Regions from separate parts of the Mus musculus genome. Here region 2 is linked to region 1. A link is a contact called in public Hi-C data. All regions are on one chromosome and are shown on one strand. Each heading gives the region's core, a stretch centred on a gene start, on an enhancer-like site or on the middle of the called end of the contact. The rest is flanking DNA. Distances are from core to core; before and after follow the strand shown. Region 1 overlaps Cyp39a1 (cytochrome P450, family 39, subfamily a, polypeptide 1). Region 2 overlaps Gm34773 (a long non-coding RNA gene).

What was found. A called contact is a pair of places that touch in the nucleus more often than the background predicts.
Region 2: a contact with region 1 is called in a Hi-C map of the C2C12 cell line, with 6 times the contacts expected there. The contact joins two enhancer-like sites. A contact is called at or near these places in 7 of 39 promoter capture datasets (3T3-L1-derived adipocytes, the C10 cell line, the HPC-7 cell line and 3 more), 1 of 15 datasets of contacts at CTCF or cohesin (the NIH/3T3 cell line), 21 of 484 Hi-C or Micro-C datasets (the C2C12 cell line, brain, cerebellar granule neurons and 13 more) and 2 of 115 datasets of contacts at active chromatin or transcription factors (embryonic fibroblasts and fibro-adipogenic progenitors).

The regions. Positions count from the first base shown.
Region 1 is chr17:43,709,897-43,715,932 of GRCm38.p6, forward strand. The region is part of intron 7 of Cyp39a1 (cytochrome P450, family 39, subfamily a, polypeptide 1); the gene reads left to right. Among named protein-coding and RNA genes, the nearest start is that of Gm25783, 15 kb to the left of the region's middle. Within about 2 kb of position 1,930, at least 18 of the 459 cell types and tissues checked have an H3K27ac peak or open chromatin away from gene starts, as enhancers often do. A contact at or near this core is called in the C2C12 cell line, where this site is marked.
Region 2 is chr17:43,784,394-43,790,633 of GRCm38.p6, forward strand. Gm34773 (a long non-coding RNA gene) reads right to left here. Exons shown (of 3, transcript XR_385586.2): 3 at 3,148-3,647. Among named protein-coding and RNA genes, the nearest start is that of Gm34773, 13 kb to the right of the region's middle. Within about 2 kb of position 4,043, at least 11 of the 459 cell types and tissues checked have an H3K27ac peak or open chromatin away from gene starts, as enhancers often do. A contact at or near this core is called in the C2C12 cell line, where this site is marked.

The sequences.
Region 1 (6,036 bases), core at 680-3,179:
CATGCCATATAAAAGTCCAGATAAAAACAATAACATGCTTACACACACACACACACACACACACACACACACACACACACACACACAAATACACCATATGCATTCATTAACATGGAGAATTAAGTGTAAAATACTAACATTTTATTCACTGGGCTTTTTTTTTTTAAGGGAAATTGCTATAAAACTTAGGAACTAGATTTCTAGGCTCAGCTTTCATAGGAATCACTGCCAGGTGTTGTGACACCAGCTCCTGCTTTTCAGAGGTTATGTCACGTGATTTTACTGCCAGCCGCTGTTCTTCATGGACACTAACCTTAATGCACACACTTCAACTTTAACTGTCTTAAGCAAGATGGCCTGTGAATATAGAATGTTTGCCTCTGTGCAGGAGAGCAAACAGAAGTGAGCGCCCAGGATTTCGAAAGTCAAGAAGGAACGTGTGGGCTGTGTCAGAATGGGAGCTTTAACTTTCCAGGGGATTTGCTTTGTGCTTTTCTTCTTCCTTCCCCTTCTCTTGAAAGTACAGTGACGCCTGCCCTAGAATACAGAGAGCCTGGAACAGGGGAATACCCCACTGCTCTACCTCTCACAACCTTCTTTCTAATTATCTCTTCAAATTGGATGATTCAGAGCTGTCCACCATTTTCCCCACCTTCTGCCGAAACACAGGCTCTTTTCCACAGTTATTAGTCAGGCTCTTACAGACTGTTATTCCAGTGTACAATTGGGGTTCCCTTTTGGGGAACTGATAAAAGGAATTTAAAAACAGAATCAGAAAAAACATTGAGGAATATCTTTTATTAGTTGGAGAGGAGCCCAGCAGGCAAGCTTTATAGAAGCCATGGCAACAGCTGAGAGGAGGAAGATGGGTAAGAGGAAGGAATTATGTTCTGTATCCTGGGCTCTGGTTGGCAGGGGAGCTTGGCAGATGAAGGGAGCTGTAAAAGCTGCAGGGAGTTGAAAGCAAGAGTTGTGAACGCACACAGTGTCAAGGAAAGTGCACTGAGGATTTGGGCCAGTCTCTGAGAAACAGAGAGAAAGAAGGGGGAAAAGTATTCATGTGCACACTTAGCAACAAAGTGTTGGATCTGACTTCCTGAGGGAAGAAGGCTGGGTGGGGGGGAGTAAAGATTATTTCTCCTTAAGAGGTAATTATTCCTCCCATTCCATTGGCTTGTCTTCCAGTGAATCATTTATTGTTGTTGTTGTTGTTGTTGTTGTTGTTGTGTTGTGTTGTGTTGTGTTTTGTTTTGTTGTGTTTTGTTTTGTTGGCCCGGTCTCCTGGCCAGGTGATTGACAGGTGTTAAAAGAGCTTCAAGCAAAAGAAACAATGGTATGTAAAGTCTAGTCTTTGAGATGGATCAGAATGGCAAGTCTCCACCTGGATCCATTCGTTTTTTTTTTTGTTTTGTTTTGTTTTGTTTTGTTTTGTTTTTTTTGTTTTGACTAATAGGCGTTAGATTTTCTTCACTAGGCCTCTTGAAAGCCCACTTTTTCACGGGATATTTTCAAATTTAAGGAGGGAAAATGTGATGCTTCCTTTTCTCCTGTTACCAGGGAAACAGGAGGTTAATGTACTCCAAGACGACTGACGTCTGTCTGTCTGTTTAGCTACCTAATATTAGGACTAAAGAAACATTTCTTGTACGTATTTTTAATATATGTACATGTATCTGTTTGGGTGAGGAAAGGGGCTTAAAATATATTTAAAAAAAAAAAGAAGAAGAAGAAAGAAAGCAGTGGAATTGTCCCAAAGTCCTCTTTTGGTGTTCTGGCTGACTCACGATTCTTCTTAAGCCCAAGAAATTAGAGTTTCATGATTTATTTTAGAATCTGTTCCTTTTCTTTCTGCCTGGGTGACACCTACCCACCCTTCTAGGCTTATATGAATTCCAGCCACAAGCGATAGGAGATGAATTCCACGGATGCCTGAATCCTCTGCTCTGAGACTTGTATTATAGTTATTTATATCCTCATAAATTGTCTTGTGCTCTTGTGCCCAGGATCCTTTAAGGCTATGGCTTTTGTCATTTTTGACTCAGTGCTCTTCTTGGGAAAGTGTGTGGTATTAGCATGTGTGTGGCTTCTTGTTAGCCTTAAAGGCTGTTGTAATACCGTCAACACGTCTCCCTTTATTGGAAGAGAGTATCAGAGTACTTATGATGTCGCACATACAGATGTGTAAACAGTATCAGAGTTGTTCCAGACGGTCTTTACTTTTGCAAAAGAATGGATGTGTAATGACCCAAACCAGGAGAGCAAGTGCATGTGGTTGGTAAGGTCACTTAGGTTGTATTCTAATGCAGGGTGGGACCTATGGCTCACTCTATTGTTGAGAGCTTGATCTCACAGTCTGATGAAATTGACTAATTTGCAATCATCAGGAAGGGGAAGGGTGTGATACAGAGTGAAGTTTCAGGAACATCTTGTTGTCTGGGGTTTAAGCAAAAAAGTACATACATGAGAGTTTCACTAGATGGAAGAGGGTTATAAAAGACTGGCCTTTGTGCACCCTGGCCATCTTTGATGGAAAAGCCTGTCCCACCGTTGGACACATTAACTTGTCTGAGACTGGAGCATTGGAGTATATGAAGCGCTATAATATATTTTTGATGATAAGTAGCCAATCTATTATGAATATTGCTTCAGCTCCTGTAGCATTTGGTTAGGCTACATATAACATAGATATGTTGTGAGTGTTCAATGTCAGAAGCACATAGTTGTGTTTGTGTCTTTGCTCAATGCCAGAAGAGTTGACTAACAATAGGTTACAGGGCATACCAATTTCATGGTAGCACTTTGCTAGACATTCCCTTTTTCCTTGGTAATCTTGGCTTAGGTGAGCAGGATTCACTTTCACTCCAGTCTTAATTACTAATAATATTCTCAGAGCACACATTACATTCCACACAATTGTCTATATCATCCGTATCTATAGATATCTATATCTATACACATATTTATTTATATTCATGTAGAGGTTTCAGAATGCCCACCACAGAATGCAAGGCGTTTCGGAAGTCTGGAGAAGCTAGGAAGCTAGTCGACCATCACTAGAAAGAGAGGCCCATTGGACATGCAAACTTTATATGCCCCAGTACAGGAGAACGCCAGGGTCAAAAAGTGGGAGTGGGTGGGTAGAGGAGTGGGGGGGGTATGGGGGACTTTTGGGATAGCATTAGAAATGTAAATGAGGAAAATACCTAATAAAAAAAAAAGAAATCTAGCTAGAGTCTGTACTGCTGAGATGACATGTGAACGGAACAGGGCTGTTGGGAGTTAGCTGTTCTTATGGGTCAGCCTCCTGCAGCTCTCTCGGGCTGGATGTGAAACTGCATGGTTGGATTCAACCTCTGAGCTATCAGAACTAGTTCCAGATGAAAGAATGGGCAGACAGATGGGTCACCTGCTGGTCTAGACAGACAAACAGAAGGGTGGGCTGTCTGAACAGTGAGGGCAGAGCTAAGCTGAAGCCCTGGAAGCAGTTGGGAGTTCTCTAACTATTGTCCTTGTTATGGGTGGTCACATGACAAGTAGGTGGGGCCAAGTGTGCATGGTTCTATGTGCCAGTTCTTAATGAGGTCTAGGTGAGAGAGTTGTATCCTTTCCTTGGTCTGGTGTGTCCGGCAAGTTCTTGGATCTCGTTTCCTTATGAATTTTAATATGTTCACCTGACCCAATAGCCTCAGTTCACCTCAGTAAATTTGTAGCGTATGGTGGTTTGAAATAGCACAGTGCCCATAGGCTCCTGTGTTTGAATACTTGGTCCTTGGTTGATAGAACTGTTTGGGAAGGATTAGGAGGTGTGGTCTTATTGGAGGATGTGGACTTATCATTGGCAGTGGACTTTAAGCTTTCAAAAGTTTCATGCCATTTCTTTGCCTTCCACTTGTGGATCCAGATGTGAGTTCTCAGCTGTTTTGTGATGCACATCCTTGTTCTGCTACCATGAACTCTGGTCATCTGGAACCACAGTTCCTAGGTAACCCCCCCCTCCTGTAAGTCCCTGCAATCATGGTATTATATCAGAAATAACCCAGGGATGGTTATGTATGTCAAAATGTCTGAAAAAAAATGAGTATTTTATAAAATGTGATGTAAATTTGGGCAGGGCACAGACTTATCTCAGAAGATACATAGCACATCTGTAGTGTGTTAGTAACTGAAATAACAACTTTAAAATCTGCCATTTATACATAACAAATATAGTTTACAGCCTTCATGTAATTATGACTTTTATGTAATAACTAAATAGATGCATTAGAAATGTCTGTTTTTCTTTCTTTCTTCCTTTCATTTTTACTCTCTGAGTATGAGAATCATCCTTTATTTTATTTGGTTTTAAATATCCAAAGGTTTGATTTGATTGCATTTATGCCAAGAGTTAAACAGACGGTTTCTAAATTTTGCCTGAGATTTCTCCTTGACTCCTTCCCTGGGCTCTCTGGAGTGGTCTCCGTTGGGCTCCAGCCCTTCTGGTGATTACCTTGGAATTCTCCCAAGTGGGCTTTCTAAATTTAGAGCCACAGGACTGGACTAACACGCCACAGATGAGCCCAGAAATCCCAACAGTAAGGGTGCAAACACAGCCATTTTTGAGAGGTTTAACCAAAATGATGTCTTAGCAGAAAGATGTTTGAAAACAGAATGTTTCTTTTATTTCTCTTGTCTTGTCCAGGCATGCTGCACATCAAGCTGGGGTTTGAGAAACTAAAAGTCTACAATTAAAATGCTTGTTTTCCACATCATGTGCACAGTTGCACACCACAGCTTTAGCCATTTTTCATTAGAAAGAAGCTTTCAGTGCTACATTATGTGATGTGATGTAAAATGTTTCTACAATGAAAATAGTCTAATAGCAACGCTTAAGATTAAAAACTTGTTTTCTTTTCTTTCTTAATTCTCTAAATTTCACTATGACCAAGTTCAAACTCCAAGGTCAGAAACATGCCACGTGTTAGAGCATGGAGATGTGGTAGTTATTGTTTTCTCATTGCTGTGACAGAATATTAGACAAAAGCACTTTCAATGAGGAAGGATTTATTCTGCATGAGGTTTGAAGGGATCAGCCCAGCATGGCAGGAAAAGCCGGGTAGCAGACCCTCAAAGTGGCTGGTCGCATCGTGTCTGCAGTCAGGAAGCAGGGAGAGATGAACACTGGAGCGCAGCTGGTTTCCTTTTTTCGCCCTTTTCGTTTGGTCTGAAAGTCCAGTCCCTGGAATGACACCCACATTGAGGACGTGCCTTTCTTCCTTGGTTAAACCTCTGTGGAAGTGCTGTCCCAGTTGGGCCCAGTGCAGTGTCTCCTGTCAGGGTATACAATGAAGATGAACCACCAGAGTGGTTGCCACTAGAAGCTATCCCTTCTGGTTTGGAGCGTTAATCCCTGACTAGTGGTCATCACCTACCTTTAGTAGAAAAATATTTATTATCTGCTATACTATAGCAATAGTGAACTAAACAACAGTGAAAAAAAGAAGGAGTGTTTGGTGAATTTGTTCAAATCTATTTTTTTTTTTTTTTGAGACAGGGTTTATCTGTATAGCCCTAGCTGTCCTGGAACTCACTTTGTAGACCAGGCTGGCCTCGAACTCAGAAATCCGCCTGCCTCTGCCTCCCAAGTGCTGGGATTAAAGGTGTTTGCCACCACCGCCCGGCTCAAATCTAATTTCTATCAAGTTATCTTAGGAGAAACCAGTCTTCTGCAGAAATCCGCGTCAGGATCCTACTCAAGAGGATCCTGCTAACTTGTTGCAGTATCTGTCTGTTTACACACTCAGAGGATCCTGCTAACTTGTTGCAGTATGTCTGCTTATTAAGGACCCTAGCTGACTAGGTCTTCCATGGCTTTCAGGATCAAGGAAAAACAGGTCTAACGCCTATCTCTGGTCTCTGATTTCTAGAATTGGTCATCAGCATCCCCTGTTTCAATTTGCCATGGCCATAGGCTACTGGCTGAGCCTTAGCTCCACAGCCAGTGACTGACAACCTCATAGTGAGGCAGAATCTCTGGCAGCCGAGACCTTTCATTATAAG
Region 2 (6,240 bases), core at 2,793-5,292, 77 kb after region 1:
CATGTGTTAGTTTGTGTGTGGTGTGAATATGTGTATGGTATGTGTGTGGTGCATATGTGTATGTCTGTGTGGTGTATATGTGTGAGATATGTGTGTATGTGTATGGTATATGTATGTGTGTGTGTGTGTGTGTGTATGCGTGTGTGAGATTATTCCTCATGAACCTGACTTCTAGGCTTCTTTGCTTGGATCCATAGCAGCAAACACTCTCTGGTTTATTATTTTATTCTGTAACACGTGTCTTGTGTTCCAGATGAGGACGTGCTGCGTGCTGGGAGGTCATGGCTTCCAATTATCTGCTAGGGGTTTTGCTTTGTTTTGTTTTCTTGCTGCTGTGTCATGAGTTTGGCTCACATTGAGCCTGACTTCAATAAAACCCCTGGATCTTTTCACAGGACTCCTGCCAAACCACAGCTCCTCCTTCAATATTTGTGGGACTGATGGTTTTAAAAATAACATTCACATTTTCTTATATTGTAAAAGCAATGCACAATAATTGTAGGATTTCAAAGATGCAGTCAAGTGAGCATTTCCTTTTACTTAAAAATATTTTTATTAATTCTTTGAAAACTTCATACTGTGTTTTGCTCTTCGACCCTCCCCCAATGCCTCTCAGATACACTCCCACCTCTCTATCCACCCAACTCTGTGTTCTTTCTTTCTCTTTTTAAAAAAATCTATCAAATCCAATGTGTGTTGGCCAACTCTTCTTGGGTGTGGAGTCTGCCCTAGGGTGACAGAACTCAAGAAGACTGACTATCCATCTTTGTCTTCAGTGGACACTGTAGAGATTGCTAGGGCAAGCAAAGCTCAAATTCCAACAGAGCCTAGGCCAGTGTGATAAAGGATTAAAAAGACAGTAGTGAGTTGGGGAGACACTGGGGCAGGAGTGCTGATTGCCATCACTCGGGATTCTCTAACAGCTCTAATGGAGCCCTCCTTACCTCTATGTTTTCAGAAAATACTGTGATGCAGAATTTTAAAAAGCACATCCCCACTGAAGACTGGCATGGGGCTGGAGAGATGGCTCAGCTTTAAAAGGCTAGGATCACACCCAAAAATATAAGACTGACCTATAATTTATGGTGGCCAAAGGTCTCACACTATTAGAACTTGGTGAGTCCTCCTGGTACTGTCCTTCTTGCCATCTCTCTTTTCTGTGTCTCTCAAAAGAATGTGTTCAGTGTCTCTCTAAATTACAACTTGTAGTGACTTGTGATCCACTGGCTCCAGACATCATTGCACAGTGAAACTTGCCTGCTGGTCCCCTCTTGTCCCTCTTTCCCACTCAACCCCCTCCCTTCCTGTCTTACTTATAGTGTCCTCATTCTAACACCAAAGAAGCTGTGCTGGCTGAGATCTCTGTCTGGACCTCAATCCTTTTACATGTCATCCTTCCAAACCCAGCACTCCCAGCAAAATTGCATCCAAAAATCTCCTCCCTTAGCTTTTATAGTCAGGATGACTCAGGATGAAATCTAGCTTTGCATGTTATCAGTTATATAACCCCATGGAAAATTGCTTTGACCTGTGTGACATTTATTTTCCACAGCAATCACATGGAAAACCATAATGCTTCCTTGAAAATAGATTATATATTATCTATCTCTATTATCTCTCTATATATCTAACTCTATCTGTCTGTCTGTCTATCTATCTATCTATCTATCTATCTATCTATCTATCTATCTATTGTATCTTAAGAATTGGAAGCTGGGTGATGGTGTTACACTCAATTATAATAATCAGTTTATGTTTATAATTTATGGTTCTCTACAATGTGATAAGGACACAGACATCATGTAAATATGCTTGTGGAATGTAGAAAAATAAAACATCAAATAATAAGGGAAAAGGGGATGTGCTGGACAAAGTTTCCAAGATCTCCTTCAGGTAGCAATTCCGAGAAACATTCTCACCTGAGACAGGAAAGACTATGGTACCCTACATAACTTTTTTTTCTCTGTCTTATTCCAGAGAGCCATTGGTATTAAAATGAGCCTTTCCACAGGGTGGTGTTGGTTTTAGTAATCAATTATTAAAAAGCTTATGTACTTTTTCATTTTAAAAAAATATGTTAGAAAGAGACTTCTGAGCTCAGCCTTCTTGGAAATGCTTTCCTTTTCTCATTGGAAAGTTTCCCACGGGTTTTCCATTAGCTGATCTGTCCCTGGACAATTAGAAAAAAAAAAAAAACAAAAATTCAGGGCCAGCCTTTGGGCAGGTACTCATCTGACCCTTCCCACATGGAGCTCTGCCAACCAATAAATACCACAGCATCTGTGAGGGTGTTGTATGAGGTGAACTAAACAATGCTCAATGGAAAGAATTTAAATTATCTCTTGGTGGTGAGATAACTTGGTAGGTAAAGCACTTACTTGCCTTGTAAGCTTAGTGGTTTCAGTTTGATATCTGGAACCCACATACAGATGCAAGAAGAGAACTGGTTTCCAGAGGTAGCTCAGTGGATAAAGGTACCCATCACCAAGCCCGGAGACCTGACTTTGAACTCCAGGACCAACATGATGGAAGGAGAGCATCAGCTCCCACAAGTTATCCTCTGACCTTTAAACACGTGCTGTGGTGTGTCTGTTCTGATCCTGGACAATTAAACTAATAAATATAATTTTAGGAAATTAAATGTTTTTAATTAAATGGGGGCTAGAGAGATGATGTGGTGGTTAAGAGCGGTTCCTCTTTCAGAGGGTTTGAGTTCTATCCCTAGGACCCAATGGCAGCTCATTACTGGCTATAACTCTAGTCTCATTGGGATTCAATACTCTCTTCTGGATTGCATAGATAAGGTGAACAGACATACATGCTGGCAAGATATAGGTGTAGGTGGCATACACATTTAATCCTCTGGAGACAGAGGCAGGTGGATGTCTGAGTTCAAGGTCAGCCTGGTCTACAGAGCAAGTTCCAGGACCGCCAAGGATACACAGAGAAACCCTGTCTTGACAAATATAAATAAATAAATAAATAAATAAATAAATAAAAGTTGTCCTTTGTTCTCCACACATGCACCATAGTAATCATGCCCCAACACACACTACTACCACTACCACCACCACTACCACTACCACTACCACTACCACCACCACCACCACCACCACCACCACCACCACCACCACCACCACTACCACTACTACTACTACTACTAGATAATCATACATTTAAATCTTTTGTTTTAAAACATCCATTTCTCCACTCCTTTGTCACTCTGTGTACCTCACCAGATGTATGACCTTTTTAAAGCACATAGTCCTCATCTGGAATCTCGCAATAACTTCTCATTCTCTGTAACCTCTAGTGAGGGTTATGTTAAGTGTGGTGATAAAGGATACTGAAAGTGACCTGAGCAACAAGAACATCAGTTGTCTCACATAAAATGGCGTCTAGAGACAGATGGTCCAGCAGCTTGCTGATGGTTGGGTTCAGAGGATGCAGCTCTACTGCTGTTTGTCCTGGTCATATGATAGCTGCCATCACATCCTCTCACCACAGGAAGTAAAAGATTACCCGTGTCTGTCTGTCTGTCTCACCATTCATCTGTGAGTGTCTGTCATTCTTTCTTGTCTGACAACTTCCCTAGGAGGATGAGCTTCCAATTGATGTCTTCCATTGGTTACACACTTGAGCCCAAGCTGTAGGAAACAAAGGGATTATTATGGTTGGTACAACATCAGTGGTCAAATCTGGGGAAAGGAGGCGATGCTTATTGAACAACATCTGTTGTAACTGCTATGACTTAGTGGCTGTGCACAAACCAATGTCCTCACCTTTACTTGTGTCAACATCCATCTCAGTCCCATAAGCATGTGTTGTTACTCCTCTAAATGGGAACACTCCCTCTCAGATGGAGGCTCATAAGAGTAGGAAGTGAATGCAACTTACAAGGCTCAGGAAGTAAACAAAAGTCGCAAGACTCAGAAGCCTTCGGAAACTGCCAAAATCGTCATGGACCTTCCCTAAGGTTGCACAAGCAGTAATAAATGCTGGAGAGAAAAGACTCTTGGGTAGGCCCAGCCTCTTCAGACAGTGCCAGCAATGCAGCTGTCGTTAGTCATAACCGCTGGTGAGGCACAGTTTTCAGAGATGTAAATGCCTTTGCAAGACCTCATCTCTATTCCTATAATTCTAAAAACTCACTGGCTAAGGCTTAAGCAGAGAAGTGTGGCAATAAATATGGTCAAAATACATTGTATGAAATCCTCAAAAAATGAATAACATTGTATGTATTTGAGAACTAAGAACTTAATTCTTAGGTTATTTTGGACACCTTACTCAAATGTTACCAGTTTTTTCCACAGATGACCTTCTTTGTTATTGAATCAAATTTAGGACAGAACAGTATACTTATTTAGAATATGCAGCATTCTGTATTCAAATATTGTTGTTACAGGCCAGAGGGATGGCTGACGGAGTGAAGGCATTTGTTGCTAAACCTCATGGAGTTGGTCCATGGGACCCACATGAGAGAAAGAGGGAACTGACTCCCACAAGTTGTCTTCTGACCTTCACATTCCAACCATGACATGCGTACTAATACACACACACACACACACACACACACACACACACACACACTAAAACATGAAGTAAATGTAATAAAAAAAATTAGCCAAAAGATCTTTCATTGCTTTAAACGAACTACAGAATCAGGACAGCCGGTGTATATTAGGTAGTTTTCTTTTGTATTTCCTTTTGTAGTTGTTTTCATGAATTCTGGCTTCTAGGGATCCAAAGATAACCTTGAACTGGTTCTCTCTCAGCTCCATGTCACAAATGGTGTAATCACAGATGTGTATCACCACACCTAAATCGTAGTGGTTCTCTTTATGAGTGTTATGGTGAGAGGAGTCCACGAGATCATGGTTGCTCCTTTTAGATGTACTTTGGAGAGCTGTAGCCTTTGTATCCAACTGTGGTAAAGTGAAGAAGGGTGGCTTCCCCGGGGCTGTGTGACTTTTACTAAAACAGAACTAAAGATCTTGACACCCTCAAACTCCCTTCCTGTCTCATGTACTAGAGTGACAGGCCCAGGCTCAGGATCTAAATGATAAATGGATGTAATTAGTCATCAGTTCTTTCCACTGTGTGCCTCTGCCCAAGGACTCAAATGCTGGGAGAGCAGAGGCAGACAAAGAAAGAACAAAGGTGAACTGGCCAAGTGCTATGGAGGCCCATGTGACAGGCTGGCATGTCCCCAACACAGGATGTTCTAAATGTATCTCAGACACAGTCACCTAAGCTCCAGTGAATGGACAGTGAGGACAAACAATAAAACATCCACCCAGATTACAAGAAAAGAAACCTAAAAGTGTCCACAGTAAGCTTTGTTTCCTCTTGCTAGCCAGCACACTAGTCCATGGAACCACTTCTCACTGGAACATTTCTGCTGAGGATGTAAGTTCACTGTCAAGGGTTTAGAGTTATGGTTACATGGAGAAACCTTTTTGTAGAATCAGACATTAGTACATTTTTTTAAAAGTAATTATTGCAATAGGTCCAAGTAGTTAAGGGGTAGATGTTGGCACTTGCAAGAACAGTTCATAATATTGGTGTATTCTTTCATAATGCACTCAGAAAGCATGCCGAGTCCCTACACACATCAGGGCTCTGTCCTCTGCATCTGAAAGGAAAGATGTGTATGAAACTAGATGACAGCTCCTCTGAAGTAATATCTGTATGCAGAGTTTACACGCACTGTCAGTCAGGAGGCATTTAGTAGTCCTTATATTAACCCTATGGAGTGTAGAGAGCAATAGATGAAATACAGCCAAGGAGTGAATAAAGAACAGGCGAGTATCACACACACTCATTAGATGTATTCTTTTCTGCAATCTTTCTTCCTCTCTCTCTCTCTCTCTCTCTCTCTCTCTTTCTATATCTCCTTTCTTTCTTCCTTCTTTTCTTTCTTTCTCTCCTTCCTTCCTTCCTTCCTTCCTTCCTTCCTTCCTTCCTTCCCTCCTTCCCTCCCTCCTCTCTCTCTCTCTTTCTTTCTATATCTACTTTCTTTCTTCCTTCTTTTCTTTCTTTCTCTCCTTCCTTCCTTCCTTCCCTCCTTCCCTCCCTCCCTCCTCTCTCTCTCTCTCTCTCTCTCTCTCTCTCTCTCTTTCTTTCCTTCCCTTTCTCTCCTTTCTCTCTCTCTCTCCCCCCTTTATCTCCCCCTCTCTCTGTGGTGTGCCCTCCTGCATGTACATAAGGACACCAGTTGAAGATGTTAGGTGCCTTCCT